Linked DNA regions of Sus scrofa: region 1 is linked to region 2. A link is a contact called in public HiChIP or PLAC-seq data. All regions are on one chromosome and are shown on one strand. Each heading gives the region's core, a stretch centred on a gene start, on an enhancer-like site or on the middle of the called end of the contact. The rest is flanking DNA. Distances are from core to core; before and after follow the strand shown. Region 1 overlaps LOC102157603. Region 2 overlaps TXNDC11 (thioredoxin domain-containing protein 11).

Region 1 (5,710 bases), core at 856-3,355, 350 kb before region 2:
CAAAAACTCTCTCTCAGGCTGTATTTGTCTTTCCATCTTTTCAACAGGGAACAGCAAACAATTTTGATGAAGGCCCATTTCTTGATTTTCTTTTATGAATCAGGCTTTTGGCATCACATCTAATAACTTTTCACTAAGACCTGCCGCTTATTTGCAGAGGTACCTTTCAGCCTGTAGATTCAGCTGATTTAATCGCTGTGAGTTGCTTTTAGGTTTACTGTTTCTTTCCCCAATCCATTTGGGCAGGTCGTATTTTTCTGGGAAATACTTGAACCTATGTCTTGAAATTTATCAGCAAAGTGAAGTGACTTTTTGAGTAGTTTTCACTCCTTATTCACTCCCAGTTACTGTTTGTCTCTTTCTTTTCTCCTGATTCACTCTATTCTCATCTTGCTAATTCATTCATTTCCCGTTGAAGTCTTCTGTCTGCGTTCGTTGGTTTACACCAGGGACCACTTTTTCTGTAAAGGGCCAGAGAGTACACATTTTAGGCTTGGCGGCTGGCTAGCCTTGGTCACAAAACGCCGCACTGTAGCACAAAAGCAGCCACCAACAGCTCGTGAATGAATGTGCCTGGCTGTGTCCCTGTATCACTAAGGACAGCTTCCCAAAGACACTGTCAGGCAGCTCAGTGCTGAAGGTGTTTCATCTTTAATCTTAAATAATAGCTGAACTGGGCATAAACTCTAAACCGACGATTATTCTCTCTTCATGCTGTAAAGCTTCAGGCCCCGTCTTCGGTCGTTGCTGGTAGGAGGTTGGGTCTTGAAAGATCACCTCTTCTTCATCCTCTCTGATGGCTCTGAAGACCTTTGTTTTGGTTTTGCTGCAGTCACTCTGTTTGTGTCTTTTTCTTTTCTTTTTTTTTAAAGGGCCGCACCCGTAGCATAGGGAAGTTCCCAGGCTAGGAGTCCCATCAGAGCTGTAGTCGCCATCCTACACCACAGCTCACAGCAACGCCAGATCCGAATCTGCAACCTACACCGCAACTCATGGCAATGCTAGATCCTTAACCCACTGAACAAAGCCAGGGATTGAACCTGCATCCTCACGGATGCTAGTCAGATTTGTTTCCACTGAGCCACGGCAGGAACTCCTGCAGTCACTCTGATGGGTCTTGGAAAGGGTTTATTAACAGCATTTGGGGCGCGTTGTACTTCTTCAATCTGAGGAGTCACATCTCTCAAATCCTCATTTTGTTTTTGAAATTCCTTCATGGTTTCCAATTAATTTTCTCTTCTGCTATTAAGGTTTAAATTTCAGTGAATACTTTTCTTCGTTTTTCTTTTTTTTCCCCTTTTTTTGGCCACCCCACGCACGGATTATGGAGTGCCTGGCCCAGGGATCGGTGCTGAGGTGCAGTTGTGACCTACGCTGCAGTGGGAACTCCTATTTTTTCATTTCTAAAACTTAGTTTTGGAATGGTGCTTGTCTTTAATAATGTCTAATTCTAGCATCTGAAGTCTTGGAGAAAGATTTTTCTCCTTGATCAAACTCTATTTGGGCTCCTTACAACTCTTCTCAAGCAAGCCCTGACTTTCGGTCTCCCGTCATCTCTGTGTCATCCAGCTCTAGCAGGACCCCCCACAGCTGATCACCTCAACATCTGACTAGGGGTCCTCACCCAGGGACCACCCGGGCCTGCCTTCAGCGAGAATCTCGTTAGGTCAGGTGAGCCGGAATCTTGCCCACGCCTGATGTTACCCCTTAGGATTTTTTTTTTGGCTTTTTAGGGCCGCACCCACCCACAGCTCATAGAAGTTCCTAGGCTAAGGGTCAAACAGGAGCTGTAGCTGCCAGCCTACACCACAGCCATGGCAACGCAGGAGGCAAGTTGTGTCTGTCATCTGCACTACAGCTCTTGGCAACACTGGATCCCCAACCCACTGAGCGAGGCCAGGGATCGAACCCGCATCCTCATGGATACCAGTCAGATTCGTTTCCACTGTGACACAGCAGGAACTCCCCCTTAGGAATTTTCTATCCCCTGACCACCACCCTGCTCCTGGACTATCACTTCCCCCTTTTCCTTGTTGAGCCTAATCATCCTTCCTGTAATGTAGAGACCTCTCTCCCTGTCACTCTAGATCTTCCAGTAACCTCCCCCCGCTTCCTGTTTTTCTACGAATGTCATGAGTAAGTGCTCTGTTTACAGGGCTGCTGTTTGCTGTAGTCTCTAACTTCCGGGTCTGGGGAGCGGGGCTTGAGCTACAGGAATCATGCACGGCACCGGCTGCAGGGCTGCCTGGAGGTCCCCAGACACTGTAGGGAGTGGACATTCAACCCCCCTAATGGCAAGTCTGTGGTTCTAAGTTTATGTCTTTTTAGGGCTGCACCTGCGGCATATGGAGGTTCCTAGACTGGGGGTCGAATCAGAACTGTAGCCACCGGCCTACACCACAGCCACAGCCACACCAGATCCGAGCCGCGTCTGCAACCTACACTGCAGCTTGTGGCAATGCCAGATCCGTAACCCACTGAGCGAGGCCCGGGGACCTCATGGATGCTAGTCCAATTCGTTTCTGCTGAGCCACGACGGGAACTCCTGTGGTTCTATGTTTTTAGGAGCTGACTTTACAGCTGCCTGACCTCCCGGAGATTGTCTCCTGTGCCAGAGGTCACAGGCTCACTGGAGTTGGCATGGAGGCGGGAGCTACGAGCCCTTTTTGTCTTTCTCAATAAGCACCCCTTTGCATATAACTTTGCTTTGATGATTGGCTCACTGTACGACAGCTAAGTGCCTGACTCCTTGGCAGGAGCTATGAGAAAGAACCTGGTTTTTCTCTCTGGGATGGAAGGCAGAAGTCAACCAGGCAGGGTTGGAGCGCGAGTGGCCGCGGCAGCTTACCGCACTGTGGAGGAGGGTCCAGGGGCACGGAGCCCCGGGCACACAGGTGGATGTAGGCGGCTGCCAGGTTGCAGGCAGGTGGGTGCTCCTGGGTGCCACAGGGGTCCTGGATGCACAGGCTAAGGAAGGGCGCGGGGTCCACCTGCAATCCAGCACCCGCGATCAGTGACCCTGCCCCCCCTCCTCCCCCCCCCGCACCCTGGGGAGTAGCTTAGAAGAGGCGGGGGCGGGGGGCTAGATCGGGGCCAGGGCCACCTTTGTCCCTCAGCCCATCTGCTTGAGTGGCCTCTGCAGCCGCACACTCACCACCCCGAAGCAGCTCCTCAGGCTGGAGCGGGGGTCCTGGAAGAGGGCCTGGCAGGCGGGGCTCTGTCCTGGGCATGCGGGTCGTGTCTTCTCCACAGCCTCGCAGTCACCACTCACCTGGGGGGACGAACCTAAGACTCTGGCCTCCTGCCTGGACCTCTTCTCCTGGGCGGCTCCGCTGGGTGCAGTGGCCTCAGGAGGGGACCGCCACCCCCTGGGCCACCCCAGAGCCGGCAGGCCCAAGAGCCTTGGTGAGGGGGGCCCACCACACCCTGCTTAGGTCCATGGCCAAGTCGCCGGACGCTTCCCTCTCCAGGGCGCATCTGGATCCCACCTGGTTCCTTCCCCACCCATGGCCACCACGTCCCAGTGATGACGCCCAGCCCAAGGGAGGAAGGGCTGGCCAGCTGGCCCACCTGCCAGGCCAGGCTGAACTCCTCCAGGCTGCCAGCCACCGTGCCGTCCGGCAGCATCAGCTCGTTGCCTGCCTCGTTATCGTTGGTGCCCAGGAGGCCGGCAGACAGGCCTGGGGTCAGGGAAGGCAGGACCGGCCGTCAGGGCATGCTGGCCAGGGGCAGAGGGGCATTACCAGGCCCTGTGGCCTCCGTCCTGACCCCCTTAACTCCAGCCCCAGCTCTCCCAGAGGAAGAGGAGGAAGAGGATGCAGGAGAGCACGTGGGCGCCTCCCCGGGCCACCATCCCCACCCCGAGCGGCTGGGATGCAGGTTCTGCACAGTGTCCATGGAGCTGCCCAACCGGATCAAGGGGCGCAGCACGTCCCAGGGCTGAGGGCAGAGCCCTGGGCTCAAAGCCTGGCCCTGCTGCTCGGGGGCATGGGGGCCTTACATCAACCTGGGTCAGGCCCTCTGTCCCAGGGTGACCATGGGCGGGTCACACGAGGAGTGGACCGTGTGTGGTACAGCACCTGTAACAGGGCAGCGGGCAAACAGCGGGGCTGCGTCCAGAGTTGTGCAGCCCCTGGAGTCGGGACTGGTGCATGCTGGGCGTGATCAAAGCTGGGACAGATGGCCTCGGACCCTCTTCCAGCTCTGAGCTTTTGGGGCTGTTTGGATACCGCTTGGGCTGTGCGCCTGATGGCATCCCTGAGCTTGCAGCCTCCCAGGGACACAGAGTGCTGCGCACTGGGGTCAGAAGTCTGGGCCACTGGCTCACAGGCTGCCGGGGAGGCGGGGGGCAGACCCACCGTGCTGCCAGATGCTCAGAGTCAGGCTGCAGAGGCCGGCTTGGACGTCACAGGTGACAGAGACACCGTCCTCATTGTCCAGCTCGATCCTGGAAACGTCCCTCCTGGTCTCGGCAGGAGGCAGATCCAGGTCCAGACAGCGCACCCCAGGCGGGGAGGAGCCGTACAGCCTGTAGGTCTAGGGGTCAGAAGGGGGCTCAGAGAGACAGCAACAGGAGGCGGGGATGTGCCTGGGTGGCCAGGGCTCTCCCCTCTCGCACGCTTACCTTCAGGCCAGGGTACAGGACGAGGGCGGTGTGATTCAGCTCCACAGTCAGGGACGTGAGCCCCGAGCCTGCCTGGTTTAATGTCAGTGAGAACGTGTTCCGGGCGAAGTCCTTGGCCAGCAGCAGGCTGCCGCAGCGGGCGCCCAGGCCCCACACCCGGCCGTCGAAGGTCACCAGGTGCCTGGCCCCAGCTACCACAGCATGGTCTGGGGAGAAGAAGCCGGAGGCAGGGTGAGCAGGACCTGCTGTGCCCCTGCAGGGGGGCCCTGAGCCCACAGTGACCAGGGCCTGCTCCTCCCTGGCCTGCATCCCCAGGGGCAGCCCACGTGGGGAGTGGGGTCGGTCCCCAGGAACCCCGGGCTTCCAGAGGACTTGAGCTCTAGGGACGCCCTGAGATGGATGGGCTACAGCCAGGTCGGCCCAAAAGGGACTGAGGAGCAATGCCCGCCCAGCACCGAGCCTCGGACACACCCCACAGAGTGGCCTGGGCGGTTCCAAAAGAGCACGTGTTACACGGGTCCGTTCACACAGAGCGTCCAGAACAGATAAATCCAGAGACACGCAGAGGAGCCTGGGAAGCCGAGGGTGGGGGACACCACGCAGAGGGAGCAGGGGTCTAGGGGGTGAGGAAGGGTCGGCCGTTAACTGCAGAGATGGAGACACACCAGCCGCTGAGTCATGACTTTAAATGGGCGACCCAGCGGGTATGGAGGTCGCACCTCCGTGGAGCTGCTGCCCGAAGAAGTCACGTTCACTGTCAAAACCTCTGTGTACACACACACACACACACAACACATATATACACACACACACATATATACACAGCTATACACACATATACACACACACACACACATATATGTATACACACGCACACCTATCTATACACACATATACATACATATACACTTAGATACATACATGTACACAATACACATACACACACCCCATATATACACACATATATACACTCACACGTATATACATGTATATACACACACATAAACACGCACAGCTATAATGTACATGCACACACATATGCACACCTATATACACACGTGTATATACCCATATACATACACATAT
Region 2 (6,179 bases), core at 186-2,685:
TAAAACAACTTGGGTTTGTAACCTGAAAGTAATATAATACTGTAAGTCAATTATAGTACCATTAAAACAACATAAAACAATATTTGGTAGGTAAATCACTTTTTTCAACTGAAAATTTTATGAACTCTAAATACAAATCAAGTATTTCCAGTGAAAGTTCAGCATCTGAATTGAGATATGCTGTGAGGTATAAAAGATTTGGTTCAATAAAAAATGTAAAATATCTCAAATTAGGCGTTCCCATTGAGGCTCAGCAGTAATGAACCCAACTAGTATCCAGGAGGCCACAGGTCGATCCCTGGCTCAGCTCAGTGGGTTATGGATCTGACATTGCCGTGGACTGCGTTTAAGTCGCAGACATGGCTCAGATCTGGTGTTGCTGTGGCTGTGGTGTAGGCCAGGGGCTACAGCTCCAATTGGACCCCTAGCCTGGGAACCTCCATAGGCCGTGGGTGTGACCCTAAAAAAAAAGGAAAAAAAAAATCTCAAATTCTCCTACTACTTCTTAAATTTTAATGCAGCCACCAGAAAATTTTAAAATACCTACATGGTTCCTGTGATAGTTCTACTGCACTGTGGCACTGAGGAAAAAACAAGATTTATGTAACTCAGGAAGATTAGGCTAAAATAGTGAGTCTTAATACTGGACAAGTTATCTGGGAAGGATACAGAAGATGACATTTCTTCAGTTTTTTTCGTGAAAGTCCCCCAATAGCAGCGCGTGATTACTTTTAGGACTGTGTCCCACCCTCTCCTCGTGACTCTAGGGCTAAACTGCTGAGCTTCTGCAATCAATTCTCTCGGAGGCCTAAAGAGCACGGGGTGTTCCACAATAAGGTACCTGAGGCGACCCAAAGAACAAGCAGAAATGCCAGAGCCGAACAACGTGGACACTTCTACATCGGGACTGGCCATCTGCTCTCTGGGCGGCTTCTGTGTGAGCTCATCTCTCAGGGACCACAGAACACAACGGAGCATCAGGTCAGGAAAAACACTGATAAATCTGGAGTTCCCGTCGTGGCTCAGTGGTTAACGAATCCGACTAGGAACCATGAGGTTGTGGGTTCGATCCCTGGCCTGGCTCAGTGGGTTGAGGATCCGGTATTGCCATGAGCCGGGGGGTAGTTCGCAGACGTGGTTCAGATCCCATGTTGCTGTGGGTGTGATGTAGGCCAGTGGCTACAGCTCCAATCAGACCCCTAGCCTGGGAATCTCCATATGCGGCCTTAGAAAAAGACAAAAAAAAAAAAAAAAGAAAAGAAAAAGAAAAATACTGACAGAGATAACTGCTAACAAATATATCATGATACACTTCAAAACTAAATACCACTGGACTAAATCACATGGCTTTTTAATCAGCATAGCTAACAAGGTATTTACCCCCTGGGAAAGTTTCTCTCACTTCCTTACTCTGTCTGGGCAGTAGTGACATTCCAAAAGGCAAACCTGGGAGTTCCCTTCATGACTCAGCGGAAACGCATCTGACTAGCATCCATGAGGACACAGGTTCGATCCCTGGCCTCACGCCCAGTGGGTTAAGGATCCTGAGTTGCTGTGGCTGTGGTATAGGCCAGCAGCTACAGCTCCGATTTGACTCCTAACCTGGGAACTTCCATAGGCCACTGGTGCAGCCCTAAAAAGCAAAAAACAAAACAAAACAAAACAAACCCCAAAGGCAAACCTGTACCTTGGTACCTTCCATCCTAGAAACAAGTCTCATTTTGCTCTATACTCTGTCATTTTTATTAACTTCTGCTTTCCCAGTCTTCTTCCCAAGGTTTTAGACAAGGAAGAAAAAAGAAAAAGGTAGGATTATATACACAGGGATAACAATAGCCCCTCCAGAGCTCCTCGGCACTGACAGTGATTCACAGTCATTCACTGGATGATGACGTCACACATTTCCAGTGCTGAATGCATTCATCAAAAGGAAAAACTCTTCCAAGAAATGCAATAGATTACAGAAATGTTTATTTTCAAAGTATGAACTGTAGCTGTTGCTTACATTTTTTCCCGGAATGTGACTCTGAGATTTGTGTATTTTCAAAATTCCTAATATAAAGCACAAAGCAATTATCTAGGAAAACATCTGGCATTTGGGCACCAAAGATACAATATGCAAATGCTGGTACTTGCCAAAACACTGTGAAACTCTAAATAAACATGGAACTATCCTTAGCCATGATTTTTTTTTTTTTTTTCTTTTTCGTGAGTTAGGGAGGAAGGGAAAAAAAAATGTAGTTCCAAATACATTATTCTAGGGGAATATAAACTACAGAGCTAAATATGCACTGTCCTATATACTAACATGACAGTAAACTAAACACCCTCACACCAGTGGTCTCATTTAAACCAAAGCCTAATATGAAAACGATCAACTCAATACTTCTCTTGCGTGTATTTCAATTTAAATTTCTTTTCTTCTTTTTTTTAACAGCCTCAGGGAAGGAAAGACTTTACAAAAGAAACCTATCTGCTTAGAAGGCCTTCCTCCATCCCCTTTTATGCTGTTCTCAGGGCCTAGCATACGTGTCACATGTTCTTTCTCTCTTTTTTTTTTAAACAACCCTTCACAAATACAAAAACAATTCTTAGCTCCCAGGCCTAAAAAACAGGCCAAGGGCCAACACATTTTCAAGCTGAAGCTTCCTTTGGAGGCAACCAGAGCAAAGCTCCCTCACTTTGCAGAGGGGAAACCTGAAGGCCAGTGAGAAGAGGTGACTGGGTGAGCTTTGACCACACAGGACACCTGCCACTAACGGGACTGATTAGGAGAGTCGGTCCCTGCCGACTTCTTGTTAGGAAGACACCACAAACTCTAAGGGAAGCTTAGAAAACAATGGTAGCTGCTAAGTACACAGGCAACTAGTGTAACAGGAGTTCCAAGAAGGGAGCCTGACAGTGGAAATCTCCATCCCATGTCTCCCTCTTGCTGGCTGGACCACAGTTATAAATCCCACAGGCCTTCAGCTGGGCCTTGAAAAAGCAGGAAGGCAGGTTTGTTTGTTTGTTTGTCTTTTTGTCTTTTTTAGGGCTGTACCCGCGGTATATGGAGGTTCCCAGGCTAGTGGTCGAATTGGAGCTGTTGCTGCCAGCCTATGCCAGAACCACGGCAACACCAGATCCTAGCCACATCTGAGACCTACACCACAGCTCACGGCAATGCCAGATCCTTAACCCACTGAGCAAGGCCAGAGATCAAACCCACAAGCTCATGGTTCCTCATTGGATTCGTTTCCCCTGCACCACGAGGGGAACTCCAGGAAGGCAGGTATTAACTAGGGCAAGGCACTGCATTTTAAGCAGTTATCGTGGGCAAACACGGCCCCAGGCCACCTGCCCCACATCCCAGGAGAGCAGAGGCAGCTAGAGTAACGGGGTCCTGGGTCCCTAGCTCATACTCCATTTACTGGAACCTGACTTTATCAGGTTGCTATTTCTGCTCTAACAAATTACCACAAAGTTAGTGGCTTAAAAAATAAATTTATCTTACTGTTCTAGATGCCAAAGTTCAAAATGGGCCTCAGTGAGCTAAAATCCAGGTGTCAGCAGGGAATGTTCCTTCTGGAGGCTCTTGGGGAGAATCTTTCCTTGCCTTCCCTGCCTTGGCTTGTGGCCCCCTCCATCCTCAAAGCCAGTGACGGCTGCACAAGTCCTTCTCACACTGCATCTCTCTGACAGTGCCCTTTGCCTCTCTATTCCACTTTTAACAATCATCCTGATTACACCAGGCTCACTCAGATAATCCAGCATAATCTCACTTTCTCGATGCCAACAGACCAAGCAACTCAATTCCATGTGCAACCTCAATTTACTCTTGCCATGTAACGTGGCTTGTTCACAGGTCCAGGGCCTCACCTGGGACAGTGACACTGAGATGATAACATTTCCTACTTCAAAGAGTGGTGGTGAGGACTGGATCATCCAGGCAAAGCGCTCCGTCCAGTATCAGCTTATCATGCTCAGTGTTACACAGAAAGCAGTCACGGGGAGACAGGAACTGGGTTTGTCTGCACTGAGTTTTTTGGGTTTTTTTCGTTTGTTTTTGTTTTTATCTTTTCTGGGGCCGCTCCTGTAGCATATGGAGGTTCCCAGGCTAGGGGCCTAATCGGAGCTGTAGCCGCCGACCTATACCAGAGCCACAGCAACTCGCGTCTGCAACCTACACCACAGCTCACGGCAACGCCGGATTCTTAACCCACTGAGCAAGGCCAGGGATCGAACCTGAAACCTCTTGGTTCCTAGTCGGATTCGTTAACCACTGAGCCACGACGGGCACTCCCTGCACTGAGTTGTTTTACTATCAACTTGCGACTGTACTACAGGTGATCCCTGAGAGGTTTTCAAGATCTAAATGTTTTTGGTTCTTGGTCTAGGAGTCTTCTTTCAGCTTCAAAAGACCCAAAACAAAACGAAACACCACCAAAAGAAACCTGACGACCCTGGCAAAATGGATAGAAAGATCAACACGCACATGTGCATATTCCTAAACGGGACACCTTTAAGAAGGCAGAAAATATCCCACAACAATCAGAAGTAAAGATGGAATCAAATAGCTACAAACGACCATTTAATGTGGTTCCCGCACACCTTCTGCCTTTCTCAACCCCGTCCACCCGCACACGCCTACCTGAAGGCCGACCCCGCATCCCCCTGGGAGACCCTCCCCACCTCCAGTCTTCCCTGACGTGACCTCAACACTCCCCCTCCTCCATGCTCCAGTGACGCCTGTCACAGACTTGTCACTGCATTCACACCGGGGGCAGGCCCACCTGTTGGCCACACTGGCTGGTGGCACGACTGCTGGTGAGGAACGAGTTTCCCTCATCTTTACAGAGTAGCACATGGTGGATCCCGACATGCTCACTGAATTGATAAAAAAGTCACGCTCTGAATCTAACTCAAAGCACAGGGATGTCTGGTTTGGGCCTTAGTTCTCATCCAGCAGCACTTACAAGGCTTCAGAGATATCATAATGGTAATAAAAGCAGTTTCCTATGAAATATGATCACATCCTTGCTAAAAATAACATAATCGAAAAGATCAGTTTGGGAGTTCCTGTCATGGCGCAGCAGCAATGAATCCCAAAAGGAACCTCGAGGTTGCGGGTTCGATCCCTGGCCTTGCTCAATGGGTTAGGGATCCAGCGTCGCCATGAGCTGTGGTGTAGGCTGCAGATGCGGCTCGGATCTGGAGTAGCTGTGGCTGTGGTGCAGGCCGGCAGCTGTAGCTCCAACTGGACCCTGGCCTGGGAACCTCCATAGGCCATGGGTGCAGCCCTAAAAAAAACAAAAAACAAACAAACAAACAAAAAAAAGATCAGTTTTAGGTATGGAAACAAAAAGCATGGACTTTCTAAGGTATTTAATGGATACTAATCACTACCCAGAGGGCCTCAGAACACAGGCAATTAGTTAGAAAAAGATTTCCCTGAGAGAGAATAGTGACAACAAATCAGATTGTCTGAGAAAACCAAGTGATCCATAACCTGTTTCATTCACAGAGAATTGTTAAACCCAATGCCTGATCCAAACTCCCGAGTTAGACCAGGAACCTGAGAAAATAAAGCAATCTCAGAGCCAGCCTTGCCTACGAAGCCACCCCTTGTCTGTTCAACGCCTTTAAGAGTGTCACTTACACAGTAAGAAAATCCTCCTTTGGACTTCTTGATGTTGTATAAAATTTCACAGTCTAACAAAAAAGTGCTCCCCAAGAGCTGTATTCCTGAATGAGGATATGAAGAAGGGAGCTTTTTCTGGGCCTGACTCAATTCCACCAGCCAATCACAGCACCACCAGACGCCACCGGGTGGAGTGAAAGGACCCTCCAGTGGAATGACTTTTCCCTCTAATAAATTCCTATTTTAAAAACTCATTATAGGAGTTCCGGTTGTGGCGCAGCGGAAATGAATCTGACTGGTATCTATGAGGACACGGGTCTGATCCCTGGCCTCGCTCAGTGGGTCAAGGATCTGGCGCTGCCGTGAGCTGTGGTGTAGGTCACAGATGCATGTCAATCTGGTGGTGCTGTGGCTGTGGTGTAGGCCAGCGGCTGTAGCTCCAACTGGAACCCTCTCCTGGAAACGTCCATATGCTGCGGGTACGGCCCTAAGGAACAAAAAGAAAAAGAAAAAAAAAAACCTCACTGAAACAGTATTTTCCAAAGGTGTTCCTTAGAAA

What was found. HiChIP or PLAC-seq counts read pairs in DNA pulled down with a chosen protein or histone mark.
Region 1: a contact with region 2 is called in an H3K27ac HiChIP or PLAC-seq map of alveolar macrophages. The contact joins two enhancer-like sites. A contact is called at or near these places in 8 of 47 Hi-C or Micro-C datasets (alveolar macrophages, brain, embryonic fibroblasts and 4 more) and 1 of 2 datasets of contacts at active chromatin or transcription factors (alveolar macrophages).

The regions. Positions count from the first base shown.
Region 1 is chr3:31,766,181-31,771,890 of Sscrofa11.1, reverse strand. It overlaps LOC102157603, which reads right to left. Exons shown (of 53, transcript XM_021086611.1): 48 at 4,625-4,830; 49 at 4,359-4,536; 50 at 3,571-3,680; 51 at 3,155-3,271; 52 at 2,849-2,990. Among named protein-coding and RNA genes, the nearest start is that of RMI2, 46 kb to the left of the region's middle. Within about 2 kb of position 2,105, at least 8 of the 83 cell types and tissues checked have an H3K27ac peak or open chromatin away from gene starts, as enhancers often do. A contact at or near this core is called in alveolar macrophages, where this site is marked.
Region 2 is chr3:31,413,792-31,419,970 of Sscrofa11.1, reverse strand. The region is part of intron 5 of TXNDC11 (thioredoxin domain-containing protein 11); the gene reads right to left. Among named protein-coding and RNA genes, the nearest start is that of SNN, 39 kb to the left of the region's middle. Within about 2 kb of position 1,435, at least 9 of the 83 cell types and tissues checked have an H3K27ac peak or open chromatin away from gene starts, as enhancers often do. A contact at or near this core is called in alveolar macrophages, where this site is marked.